Linked DNA regions of Xenopus tropicalis: region 1 is linked to region 2. Evidence: chromatin contacts called from public Hi-C data. All regions are on one chromosome and are shown on one strand. The core of a region is the stretch at or near the end of the contact, and the rest is flanking DNA. Distances in the headings are between cores, read along the strand shown. Region 1 overlaps prkcd (protein kinase C delta type). Region 2 has its middle 6.8 kb from the start of rft1.

Region 1 (6,622 bases), core at 1,265-3,764, 67 kb after region 2:
ACCCACACTGACCTATCTATCCACTCACATACAGACCCATACTGACCTATCTATCCACTCACATACAGACCCATACTGACCTATCCACTCACATACAGACCCATACTGACCTATCTATACACTCACATACAGACCCATACTGACCTGTCTATCCACTCACATACAGACCCACACTGACCTATCTATCCACTCACATACAGACCCACACTGACCTATCTATCCACTCACATACAGACCCATACTGACCTATCTATACACTCACATACAGACCCACACTGACCTATCTATCCACTCACATACAGACCCATACTGACCTATCTATACACTCACATACAGACCCATACTGACCTATCTATCCACTCACATACAGACCCATACTGACCTATCTATCCACTCACATACAGACCCATACTGACCTATCTATCCACTCACATACAGACCCATACTGACCTATCTATACACTCACATACAGACCCACACTGACCTATCTATCCACTCACATACAGACCCACACTGACCTATCTATCCACTCACATACAGACCCATACTGACCTATCTATACACTCACATACATAAACCATATATACCAACATCAATGCTATGCTACTGTAGATATTAGTGTCACAATAGCCTTGGATACTATGCTTGTTCAAGAACTCATCCAGGCCCCATTAACAGAATCTGCCATCACAACATCACTAGGAAGGGCATTCCCCAGCCTCACTGCCCTCACCATTAAAAACAAAAACCCCTACGCTGCTTCAAATGAAAGATCCGTTCCTCTAATCTCAAGGGGGGCCTCTGGTGCGCTGATTGTTTTTATGGGAAAAAGAACACCCCCTATACGTCTACAATCCCCTCTAATATATTTAGGCGTGAGGCGTGCACCCCTCTTCGATGTTTCCGCTTTAATGGTACTTCATGGTGTACACAATATTTCAGACCACCTGGTCTATTTCTGAAGTATATTCAAGAGAAGCCCTGTTTGGTCCCAGCTTTGCAGAGAAAGTCTTTAACCCAAATTGCATGGTCCTATTAAATTATCATGGCACTAGATTGCAAGGTATTAACAGGAATTTATTGGGGTCATTTATTTCTCTGTATTTCAGAATTAGCCGTGGTGCTCAACATTTTGCTTGATTTAGGTATACCCTATCGGGCAGATTTGTCAGAATTCTTTTTTTTTTTTGTTTTTCTAAATATGAATTTTATTCGGAGAAATGCCACTAAGTTTCAAAGGGTTTTTATATATAATCAAAGGGGATTATAGCCAGATAGTGGTTGAACATTTCTCCCATAAAAACAATCAACGCACCAGAGGTCACCCTTTTAGATTAGAGGAACAGACCTTCCATTTAAAGTAGCGTAGGGGGTTTTTCACAGTGAGGGCAGTGAGGTTGGGGAATGCCCTTCCTAGTGATGTTGTGATGGCAGATTTTGTTAATGTCTTTAAAGGAACAGTTATTATTATTAACATTTATTTATAAAGCAGTTCAGTGTAAAAATGAAAATGGGCAAAATAGACAGACTGCACAAAATAAAAATGTATTCAGTATAGTTGATCAGCCAAAAATGTAATCTATAAGTGAGCAGATTTCTAACATAATAGCCTGAACACTACTTCCTCCTTTACAGCTCTCTAAGCTGTTAGCAGTCTTTGACCTGCATGCTCACAAACTAACTGAATAGTTAGTTTGTCCTATGTGCCCCCCTAAAGTCACTGACTAAATAAGAGGTTCAAAAGCGGAATGCAGGAAGTAGTGTTCAGGCCATTATGTTAAACATCTGCCCACTCCTGCCTTTATAGATTACATTTTTGCCTAACTAACTATATTGCAAATATTTTCTATTTTGCGCAGTCTGTCTATTTTACCCAGTTTCATTTTTACACTGAACTGTTCCTTAAAGAGGGGCTTGGATGACTTAACGAACAAGCATATATATGCAGTGCTATTGTGATACTAAATGTGATACTAAAATCTACAGTTGGTTATATATAGTTTATGTATGTGAGTGTATATATATATATATATATATAATATATTTTATGCACTGGGGTTTGTGTAAAGGGGTTGAACTTGATGGACTTTGGTCTTTTTTCAACTCAGCTTGACTATATAACTATTTGTGTAACTGACTTTAATGCCAAGAATTCTTGAGTTAGTAGAGTGACAGAAATATTTTCATTCAGCCAAGCGATGATGTGCCATTGTTTTCAAAGCAGCCATAATTTAGTATGGCACACTAACCACTTGTCTAATAAAAATAATAAGGAATGAATGTATGACTTTATTCCAGTTTCAGGCAGAGCTTCCTTTTGTTGTTAGTGGCAAACAGGACTATCTCAGCTGTTTGCGCACTGTGTTTTTTACTTGCATGGCATCAAATCATCTCAACAAGCCCTCCATTGCCCTCCATAAGGATCACTTAGAATTCCAGCACAGCTCTTACGAGATGCAGGAGAGCACATTTTCTATTAGCCGCAGCCTTGCATGGTGATTTTTTGTGATTTTTTTCAGAACTTAAAAACTCTAAATGCAGCTCTTTAGCACCATCCAGAGTCAGTGCCGGGGCAACACAGGATGTTGATGAAAAAAGTCCTATCAGTGAGAATTGTATCTGACAAGTCTTATCTGCTGTGGTCTAAACACAGACAAGTGTTAAAGGATGTTTGCATCACATAATCGCCCCCTCTAATAATTACACCATCTACAGCATTTAACGTGTGAATATGACTGGTGATACCGCAGAAATGACATTTTGATCTGTGCCGCTTTATTTGTGTTGTCTAGTAACACCCGGCATGGCAAGATTAGAGAGAACCAGCATGGAAGGTGTTAAACATTGTTTGAATTGAAAAATGAGCCCAGAAGGACTGTTGGCTTGTATTATGGTAATATTGGTTTGTGAGATCCTAGCGGCCTGGGCCTCCCCGAGTGATTTTGCCCTTCTCTAGATATTCTGTCTGTGTCTGCACACCTGAACTGTTACAGCAAAGCAAACCATTAGGAATGTCATTTTAGCTATAATGTCAACAGGGGGGTAGGTGGCAGTGCTGCCCACAAAATAAATAGTGCTAAACTATATGTAAGTGGCCAAAAACTATATTGCCGTTTTGGCACACACGGGTTTGTGGAGATTAAGTTAAACAAATAATTTAAAGAAAGGAATAATTTTAAAATGAAAGTTATATATATATATATATATATATATATATATATATATATATATATATATATATATATATATATATATATATATATATATATTAGTGTGTGTGTGTGTGTACGTATCTATATATATATATCCTGACATTTCTGGAAGGAAAGTGGAATAATTTAGGCTCATTACTTTGGCAGTAGATACTTGTAATATAGTAACAGAATCCATGATTTACTGGTTATATTTCAGCCTGGTAGAGTCCTCAAACAGGTATAGGGTTACTTTTGGTTTTAATTCCTTCTTTCTTTTTCTTTCTTTTTTGCTGTATTTTAATAGTTGTTGATTTTAATGTAGGCAAAATAAAAGTATATTTTATGATTCGGAGCAGGTGTGCCTAGATTTCATGTGTCTCTTTACTACTTTCAATTTATATAATATTATACACACTAGCGCACCCTGTTAATAGACTATAGTGCGAGGTTGATCTGCTCTATAATAGGGTTTACATGTCTGCGTTAAGCTTTCCTGGGTTAGAGAAGCAGAAGAAGCATTGCAGAAATGCTGATCTTTACAAGGCCCTCTTGGGCAAAAGCCACAGAGCATCCCACTTGGGCATTAATTCCGATAATGGTGTTGTGGGCACATGCCAGTCTCTCTGTAGTGTTTACTTTGCTCTTGTATAAACTTTGAACATTTTATTCCTGCAGATTAAAAGCAGACTCTTAGCTGTCCATTAGGAGCAGGTCCAACGTAAACAGAGCCCCCTTCCAAAGTAAACCGAGAACCCTCCGTTTCCAGTCACCTGGCCCATGTGGCACCTCTGCTGTGGGCTGCCAGTGAGCATTTCTCTAACACTTGGTTTGCAGCTAATTTCTTCACTGAAAAGTCCAAAGATCTGCCAGCAGCTGTACCCGGTGGGCACTACCTAGGTGCTTAGCCAGTGCTGTAGCGATGGCTGCCATTGAAGTGCCTTGTGGTGCCACTGTTCACTCTGAGCATGCTGCAGGCATTGCATATTCTCACCATCAAACTGTACCTAGAGAAAAACATGGCCACTAATGTAGGTAGCTCCTAATCAGAGTTATCTATGTCAGATACAATATCTGCTTATATACGGCATGCCTGGGATTGTTCTTTTAAACTGCCATTTTTATCCAGTGAGAGGGTCCGCTCTCTGTGTTACCATGAGGTAGATAATCTGGACAAGTATGTTCTTTTCTACATGTCTTCACAATAAACAACTTGTTTTGTTAACACGCTACTTGTGACTCTTTTCACAGGGTTTACAATGTCTCCTTTCCTGCGCATTTCCTTTAATTCCTTCGACCTGGGGGGCATGCTCAGTCTCCCAGACCATAGCCAGCCTTTCTGTGCAGTCAAAGTGAAAGAATCTCTCACTACAGGTAAGTGATCTCCATTCTGATTATGAGCTTACATTGCTCTTCTATAAGAAGGGTGCACCATTTGTCTATATGCATGTAAAAGTCTGCTCGCTCTTCTACAAATATAGAAAAATTGCAGGGCACTCTGGTATTCAATAAAAAACATTTTATTGAATACCCGATTGCCCATCAATTTATTTTATATTTCAATAATTTGCTTGGGGATCCTAGATTGGACCCCTGCAGTAAGCACCGAACCCTATATTATATCAAATAATTGTAAGGAGTGCATCGCCAACTATATTTTTCTCTCTTCTAGAAGATTTTTGGAACCTTGTTATTATAGTGGTTGGTGATTAAAGCAAACTTTCTACTCGACTTACTGGTGCTGACAGAACAACATGTGAAAAGAAAGATGTCTGTTTATCACCATAATACAAGACTTGTGTATCCCTTATAGAGAGAGGCAAGACTTTGGTTCAGAAAAAGCCTACCATGTACCCAGACTGGAAGTCACCATTTGATGCTCACATCTATGAGGGACGCGTGATCCAGATAGTGCTAATGAAGGCAGCAGAAGATCCTCTATCAGAAGCCACCGTGGGTGTCTCCGTGCTGGCTGAACGCTGCAAGAAAGGCAATGGCAAGTCAGAATTCTGGGTAAGTGGAGGGGTTGGATTCTGTGAGGCAGCCAGAACTGGGCTGATGTTGGGCAAATATAAAGATGCACTTTTATATCTTCCCACAGTTGGATCTCCAGCCCCAAGCCAAAGTGCTAATGTCGGTGCAGTACTTCCTGGAAGATGCTGGTATGTTCATTGTGTGTGTATTTGTGTTGCATTTCTGGGTTTTATAATAAGGGTTTTTTATAACCTACTGAGACATTGTGTTGCCTGGGGGTCCCTAATGTTTGCTGGGATGGTAATGACTATATGTGTTTAGACGTGCGTTACAGACCCACTCTGGACTTGATATAACAGTTAACTTTATTAGATCAGGATTTCTTCCCCCAAAGTAGCAACAATATCCCAAGCAGCCAGCCTAATGTACATGCATAATATGTAGGAGTATAATATACATGCACATAAATGCCACAAATAACATATGATCACATTTTGCATCTTGAGTCATCCAACTTTGCAGTGTTGTTTCACCCCTGGACATCCAGAGTACAAACAGGAGAGTCTGTAAAGCTGGATATACATGCCCAGCTTTGGTCAGACTCCTGACCTAAGCCCTGTTGTATCTGAGGGTGTTGCACTACACTGAGCCATCCTGTAGCTGGTTGTGAGATGCAGTGTTTCTGTTGTCATATGTTACATAGTTACATAGTTACATAGGGTTGAAAAAAGACCATTGTCCATCAAGTTCAACCCATCCGAGTAAACCCAGCACACAACCTATACTAACCAATCTATACACTCACATACATAAACTATATATATACAACCAGTAATACTAACTGTAGATATTAGTATCACAATAGCCTTGGATATTCTGCTTGTTCAAAAACTCATCCAGGCCCCTCTTAAAGGCATTAACAGAGTCTGCCATTACCACATCACTAGGAAGGGCATTCCACAGCCTCACTGCCCTCACTGTGAAAAACCACCTACGCTGCTTCAAATGGAAGCTCTGTTCCTCTAATCTATAGGGGTGACCTCTGGTGCGCTGATTGTTTTTATGGGAAAAAAGAACATCCCCCAACTGCCTATAATCCCCTCTAATGTACTTGTACAGAGTAATCATGTCCCCTCGCAAGCGCCTCTTTTCCAGAGAAAACAACCCCAACCTCGACAGTCTAACCTCATAGCTTAAATCTTCCATCCCCTTTACCAGTTTAGTTGCACGTCTCTGCACTCTCTCCAGCTCATTAATATCCTTCTTAAGGACTGGAGCCCAAAACTGCACTGCATACTCAAGGTGAGGCCTTACCAGGGACCTATAAAGCGGCAAAAATATGTCCTCATCCCTTGAGTCAATGCCCTTTTTTATACAAGACAGCACTTTATTTGCTGTAGTAGCCACAGAATGACACTGCCTGGAATTAGACAACTTGTGATCTACAAAAACCCCTA
Region 2 (7,010 bases), core at 38-2,537:
AACCAGTATAAAAAATGCTAATTGGCATCCTTATTACATGGCTTTGTTGTTGAAATAAGAAGGTTAATGGGAACTGTTGGACAGTGGGGCAGACCAGAGAATTTTATGGTGCCCTGTCAGACCAGTCTGACTCTGGGCTTGTGGAGACCTATGAGCTAATGCCTCTCTCTGTTCTTAATTGCCACTAGTCTTTTCATCCCTCCCTCTCTGTCCCTCCACATCTTTCAACCCTTTTGTTTGCAATTGTTCATTGGCACATCAGATTTCCTTTATGAACTCTGTATACACTATATTTATAGCCCTGAGCATCCTACACACCCTATGCTATATAATGTAGTAGTATAACAAGTAATGTTTTTATTTTCTTTCTAGAAAAACATCCCTGGTAGTAATCTGAATGAAAGGAGACATTTGGTTCCCAAGGCTTCAGTTTACTTGCAAATCCATAAATCCATAATTGGAACTGTCCATGAGACAGTAACAGTGCAAATGCATGCCTGTCTGTTTATGTATGACACGGTCTGCAGCTGCTATTACATATACAGGTATGGGACCTTTTATTGAGAATGCTCGAGACCTGGGGTTTTCTGGCCAAGGGATCTTTCCGTAATTTGGATCACCATCCCATACAAATCTGCTAAAAAATGTACTTAAATGTTAAATAAACTAGGTTTGTTTTACCACCAACATAGATTAATGATATCTTAGTTAGAACAAAGTACTAGGTACTACTTTAGTATTACAGGTATCGGACCCCTTATCCGGAAACCCCTTATCCAGAAAGCTCCGAATTACGTAATGCCCGTTTCCCATAGACTCCATTTTAATCAAATAATTCAGAATTTTAAAACTGATTTCCTTTTTCTCTGTAATAATAAAACAGTACCTTGTAATTGATCCCAACTAAGATATGATTAATCCTTATTGGATGCAAAACAATCCTATTGGGTTTAATTAATGTTTTATTGATTTTTTAGTAGACTTAAGGTATTGAGATCCAAATTACGGAAAGACCCCTTATCCGGAATACGTTTGGTCCCAAGCATTCTGGATAATGGGTCCTATACCTGTACAGAGAAAAAGTAAATTATTTTTTTAAAATTTTAATTATTTGTTTAAAATGAAGTCAATGGGACATGGCCTTTCCACAATTTGGAAACAGGTTTCTGGATAAGAGATTCCATACCTGTAATCTATTCTTATGAGAATGTACAGTGTGCAGTACAGAGGTACTGAGACATCTTTCCCGTACACTGTTACTTTATGACCAGGAGAATGCAATTGTGTGTTGAGCAGCAGACTTTCGAAAGTTTTTTGAAATAGTTTCCTGTTTTGTGAAAAAGGAAGTCATGATACCAAAGAAAACACTTACCTAAGCATATTGATTTCTCCATTTAATATGGCAACATGTGTTAGTGCTAGACTGTCTGGTACCTTCCTGGGGTGCTCAGAGCAGTGAATGGGGAAAACTCTGGACAATAAGGTTGTGATTTGGGGTGAATGGTTATTCTCCTGGATTTTCCTAAAAGTTCAGTCTGAATGGCAATTAGAATAACATATAGGGATAGCCTTACAGTTATTTCCTGCCCTAGACCATCTTGGAACTATTACAGATCATTAATAAAACAGTGTTTTCATTTATCCTTATACTAGTTGTTAGGTAAGGTGCGTAGCAAATGTGGGACTGCAGAGGTGGGCTACAGCACTAGTTGGTTATGGAGCCTGTCAGTGTATCTTTTTTCCTAAATTCCTTTATACAGACATTCAGTAACGTATACCAACCCTATTTGGAATTATTCTTACCATAGGTTGGCACTACAGCTAATGTCCCTGAATGCAGTTCACTGCATGATAAGTGCATGATAAGACTAAGGGGCCCATTTACATACTCACGAACGGGCCGAATGCGTCCGATTGCGTTTTTTTCGTAATGATCGGTATTTTGCGATTTTTTCGGAAAATTATCACGACTTTTTCGTTACCAATACGATTTTTGCGGAAAAAAGCGAGTTTTTCGTAGCCATTTCGAAAGTTGAGATTTTTTCGTAGCGTTAAAACTTGCGCAAAAAGTTCCGATTTTTTCGTAGTGTTAAAACTTGCGCAAAACGTCGCGCCTTTTAAGTTTTAACGCTACGAAAAAAGCGCAACTTTTCGCGCAAGTTTTAACGCTACGAAAAAATCGCAACTTTCGGAATGGCTACGAAAAACTCGCGTTTTTTCCCGCAAATCGTATTGGTAACGAAAAAGTCGCGATAATTTCCGAAAAGTCGTAAAGGCGCCGAAAAAATTGCAAAAAATACGAAAAAGTCGCAAAATGTTCGTTTTCCAATCGGAATTTTTCCAATTCGGATTCGAATTTGTGGGTTAGTAAATCAGCCCCTAAGAGGCAGATTCATCAGAATTCATATTTGTGTAATGTTTGTGGTTTTGTTCTAAAATAAATAAACTCACATTTTTAAAAAGCACAAATATTTCCTTGTTTATTAAACTTGTTTATTAGTGAACTTTACATCACTTTAATAGCTCTCCCCAAAAAATACAAAAAATTGAATACCTTGAAGTAAAAGGACTCCAAAAAAAGAAAAAAGTCTAGGACAGCTCTCACTGACTTCTACCTGACCTCGACAACTTTTAGATGGTGTACACACACACACACAGTGTCTAGATATGCCAGCTGTAACCACAAGGGGGTGCAAGGAATGCAACTCCATCTGGGATCCTAAGGTAGTCCTATAATAACAACACTCATTTGATCTTTCCCAACAGAAAGAAGACAATGTACACTTATGCATTAAAATATTTAGTATAGAGAGGGCCAGGAACACAGAGCATGTTAGAGGTTTGTTGTATGAAATCTGCCTTTTGCTGCTACACAAGATACACCCTGGAAAGTGCAGGCACAACATACATTGCCCTTGTTAAGCTTGTTGTGTGACTTCTTGTTAAAAGTGGACAGAGATAACATTGTAAGATGCATCCAAATACTTGGAATTAAGGGAATTCCAAGATACATCACACAAGTGCATGACTCCCACAAATAGACCACCTGAAAGAATAAGCTGCACAATCTCCTACTATCTTTCTTAGCTCAGAAGTGTTTATAACACCTCAGCTTTCAACATTTTGCTAGATAAAATATTCAGCGATGAGTAAGTTTCATTTGAAAGCACTGCTTCCCCTTTCTTGTTATCTGGTTATTACAACACTGGACATTATAAAATCATTGTCGCACACAGTCATTTTTCTCTGCATATCTTCACAGGAAGTCAACAATTTTGTCATTAATGACTGGTACTGGTCTCAGACGCACACTATAGGCTGCAAGAAAGAGACCAGTAGCATGAGAAATGAACCATGGCTGTCTGAACACTTAAAGCAGAGGGAAGCAGTGAGGAATCATAATATGGCCTACCTGGCAGCCTCCGGGACCCATAGCTTTGTGGAGGCCAAATGCCACCTGAATCACCATACTCTGATCTACATCTTGTAGTCTACTAAAAAACATGGCAATTAAAATGGCCGAATAGAAAGGAGACAGAAAGAAGAGGATAAAAGGAAGGAGGAGAAGTGGGGGATATTAGTGGAGAAAAGGGCAGTTCTGAACGGGGGGAGAAAAAAAGAGATCAGAAGAAAGAGGTGTGGAAGAGGAGAAAATAGGGTTGTTGTGACTAGATGATGCAAACCAGAAGCCAAAATTATTCTAATATCAGGTTAGCAAAATATAAAACATCTTATTATGCATGTTATGAACAAGGTTTTTTCTAACAACCATCTGCCATTTAAAACAGCAGAACCAGCAGAAATCAGGAAAAAATACATTCCACAGGGAGTAGTAGTAAATTCACAAAATAATAGTGGCATAAAAGTGCTAAATCAATCTATATAGAGACACAATCAATATAGAACTAAATAGAGATATTTTGTGAAGCAAGCTGTCAGGGCTCCCTTCCTAAGAACTCCTGTCTGTAGGTATATCTAGTATAAATAAATATAAAGCAACTGGACTTGTTAGGTAATCATTGAAGACGTTTCACTACTCATCCGAGCACTACTCGGATGAGTAGTGAAACGTCTTCAATGATTACCTAACAAGTCCAGTTGCTTTAGGGGTCTGGCACACGGGGAGATTAGTCGCCCGCGACAAATCTCCCGTGTCTCGGGCGACTAATCTCCCGTGTCTCGGGCGACTAATCTCCACGGATTGCCATCCCACCCATGAAATTGTAAATCGCCGGTGGGATGGCATACGCGGCGGCGCGATTTCACTGAAATCGCGCAAGTTTCCTCTCGAGGCAACTTGCGCGATTTCACTGAAATCACGCCGCCGCGTATGCCATCCCACCGGCGATTTACAATTTCATGGGTGGGATGGCAATCCGTGGAGATTAGTCGCCCGCGAACAGGGAGTTTTGTCACGGGCGACTAATCTCCCCGTGTGCCAGAGCCCTTAGATTTATTTATACTAGATATACCATGACCTGGATGAATGAAAATCTTCATCGACATCCTGTCTGTAGGGTGTGCCCTGCCCTACAGACAAGAACCAGTACCTTAAGAGGACTTTTTTCTGAGTCAGAGCATTTAAGGAAAAATGGCAATGGCAGCGATGTCATGTATTTCCCTCTCAAGTGTGCAGCAGCATCTGGCAGTCTTGTTTTTGGCACTTTTACCAGCAAATTATGTTAGCAGAGATTACGTGTAAAGTCCCTTGATACCAAGAGAGACTCTTTCCAATACAGGGAAGGAATTGCAGCCAAAGCTACACAGGAATAATCAGAAATATTCCTGGAATTACCATTCCTCTCCTATGGATGGAAGAGCAGAGCCCCCACATTTGTAATTGGCACATTTCCTGGACACTGGCATTTCCTTCCATCGTATGCATTATGAATAGGCAACTACAACAGACAATGCTAAAAAACAGGCAAGCTACCAATGTCACATCTAATATTGTCTACACAACATTGTGCATACAATGTTGGAATGGAAAGCTCGGTTCTTCAAGGACTTGTTACTGCCAAGGCTATATAGTATTCCAGTTATAGGACCACTCACAACTCTTATCTATACAACTGACCAGAACATCTTCAATGATACACTTAGAACTGATTTAGATTGTATTACTAATTGTGCCTTTGAAATGTACACCTTGGCACACAAATCTAGTTTTCTGTACATAAATATTTACATAGTACTAGCCAATAAAATATCTAATACACATATGTGACTCATGTTTGTTTTTTAAATTGTGAGCAAAACTACAAGTTTTTATGTTATTAGGTGAAACACATTTCCTTGTACTCACATAACTTCTCAACTTCCTTCTGGGAAAGTAAATGCATAGGTCACTTACGCTTTATGACTGAGATTGCAGAATCTAGCAAAGCATGGCTTATATCATAATCTAATAATGAGGAGTGTGTCAAAAATTTCCAGATTCCCACTCCCTAACCTATCCTTTCCAAGACCCTGCCCAAATGATTTTAAAACCTGTGCCCACCCCACCACTTCTGATGGCCCATGGGTTTCAAGCCAATCTGCATATCACTAGAATGTAGGTCAGACTAATTAGCCTTCAGATAATTTCCTATCAGAAAGAAAAATAAATTACTTAATTATTTATATAATTGCAGTACAGAATAATTACAGCTTCCAAGTGTTCCAGTGTTGTCCATACACAGTCTCAATATGGAACCACACTCATCTGAACACCCAGACAACAATTTTTTCCAAAGGTTCTTTGGCTTCTTCTCATATTCACAGAAAATGGCACATGTAGTGGTGGAACTGAAATTTCCTTTTACTAAGTGCAATAGAGCGTGATAATGACTGGAAACTAGAAAATGATACATAGAAAAACTATAAACTAAACTGCAGATTTTTTGGTGCGCCTATATATATTAACACCTATGTACCGTATTTTTCGGACCATAAGACGCACCGGACCATAAGACGCACCAATTTTTTGGGAAGGGAAATGAAGAAAAAAAGATTCTGAAACAAAGTGTCCTAAAATATTTTATGTGCATTAAAACCCAACCTGTACCAGCAGCACCCAACATATTGCCCCCCACCTGTACCAGCAGCACCCAACATATTTCACCCACCTGTACCAGCAGCACCCAACATATTTCACCCAACATATTGCCCCCATCTGTACCAGCATATAGCCTACCGATATACTTTAAAAAAATGTTTTTACTTGCCCATGTGGTCTCCGCAGGGCCCTCCTCTATTTACCAGCGCTTAGCTCTGGCGCATGCACAATGACGCGCATGCGTATGGGCATGCCCATCATTGTGCATGCGCACAGCGCCATAGCTAAGCGCCGGCAAATAGAGGAGGGCCCTGCGGAGACCACATGGGCAAGTAAAAACATTTTTTTAAAGTATATCGGTAGGCTATATTCGGACCATAAGACGCAGGGACTTTTTCCCCCCACTTCTGGGGGAAAAAAAGTGCGTCTTATGGTCCGAAAAATACGGTATATATTAAAGGGGAACTCTAAGCAACTTTGCAATATACATCAATTAAAAAATATGCAGCCTTTTGATGATTTATAATTTAATAATATACTTTGAAGCAGTTCCCTAGGCCCAACCTCCTGTTTAACTGATCTGACTGACTACTTTGAGATTTAAAAAAATGTAACAGTAGTTGACTGTCCTCAGCCTGCCTTCAGCCTGCATCCTCCAAATCCCACAATTCCCTGCACACGTCATGTCAGTAAGGAAAGGAACATTGCAGTGCAGTGCATTGTGGGTTATGCATGCTGTCTGTAAGATGTGGAGAAGTTGTTTAGTCCCTCCTCCCCTGCTAGGATTTCAAATGATGCAGAAAGAGAAGAACTGTTTTGCAGCTGGATTTCAGCATATAAAAATGGTATTTATTCATACTTTTTGAAGGAACAGATTGCAGAGTCATATTAGGGATTTCTGTGTTGTGTGGGGCTCTTTTGGTTTGAAAGCTGGCTTTCCCCTCAAACACTTAGCCTGGATGCAATTTCTATC

The links. A called contact is a pair of places that touch in the nucleus more often than the background predicts.
Region 1: a Hi-C map of liver shows a contact between it and region 2, with 4 times the contacts expected there. The contact joins two enhancer-like sites. A contact is called at or near these places in 4 of 5 Hi-C or Micro-C datasets (brain, liver, neurula embryo and 1 more).

Annotation. Positions count from the first base shown.
Region 1 is chr4:123,756,132-123,762,753 of UCB_Xtro_10.0, forward strand. It overlaps prkcd (protein kinase C delta type), which reads left to right. Exons shown (of 18, transcript XM_002934221.5): 2 at 4,443-4,565; 3 at 5,005-5,204; 4 at 5,293-5,353. The coding sequence starts at 4,451. Among named protein-coding and RNA genes, the nearest start is that of prkcd, 26 kb to the left of the region's middle. Within about 2 kb of position 2,515, at least 4 of the 11 cell types and tissues checked have an H3K27ac peak or open chromatin away from gene starts, as enhancers often do. A contact at or near this core is called in liver, where this site is marked.
Region 2 is chr4:123,689,909-123,696,918 of UCB_Xtro_10.0, forward strand. No RefSeq gene overlaps it. Among named protein-coding and RNA genes, the nearest start is that of rft1, 6.8 kb to the left of the region's middle. Within about 2 kb of position 1,288, at least 2 of the 11 cell types and tissues checked have an H3K27ac peak or open chromatin away from gene starts, as enhancers often do. A contact at or near this core is called in liver, where this site is marked.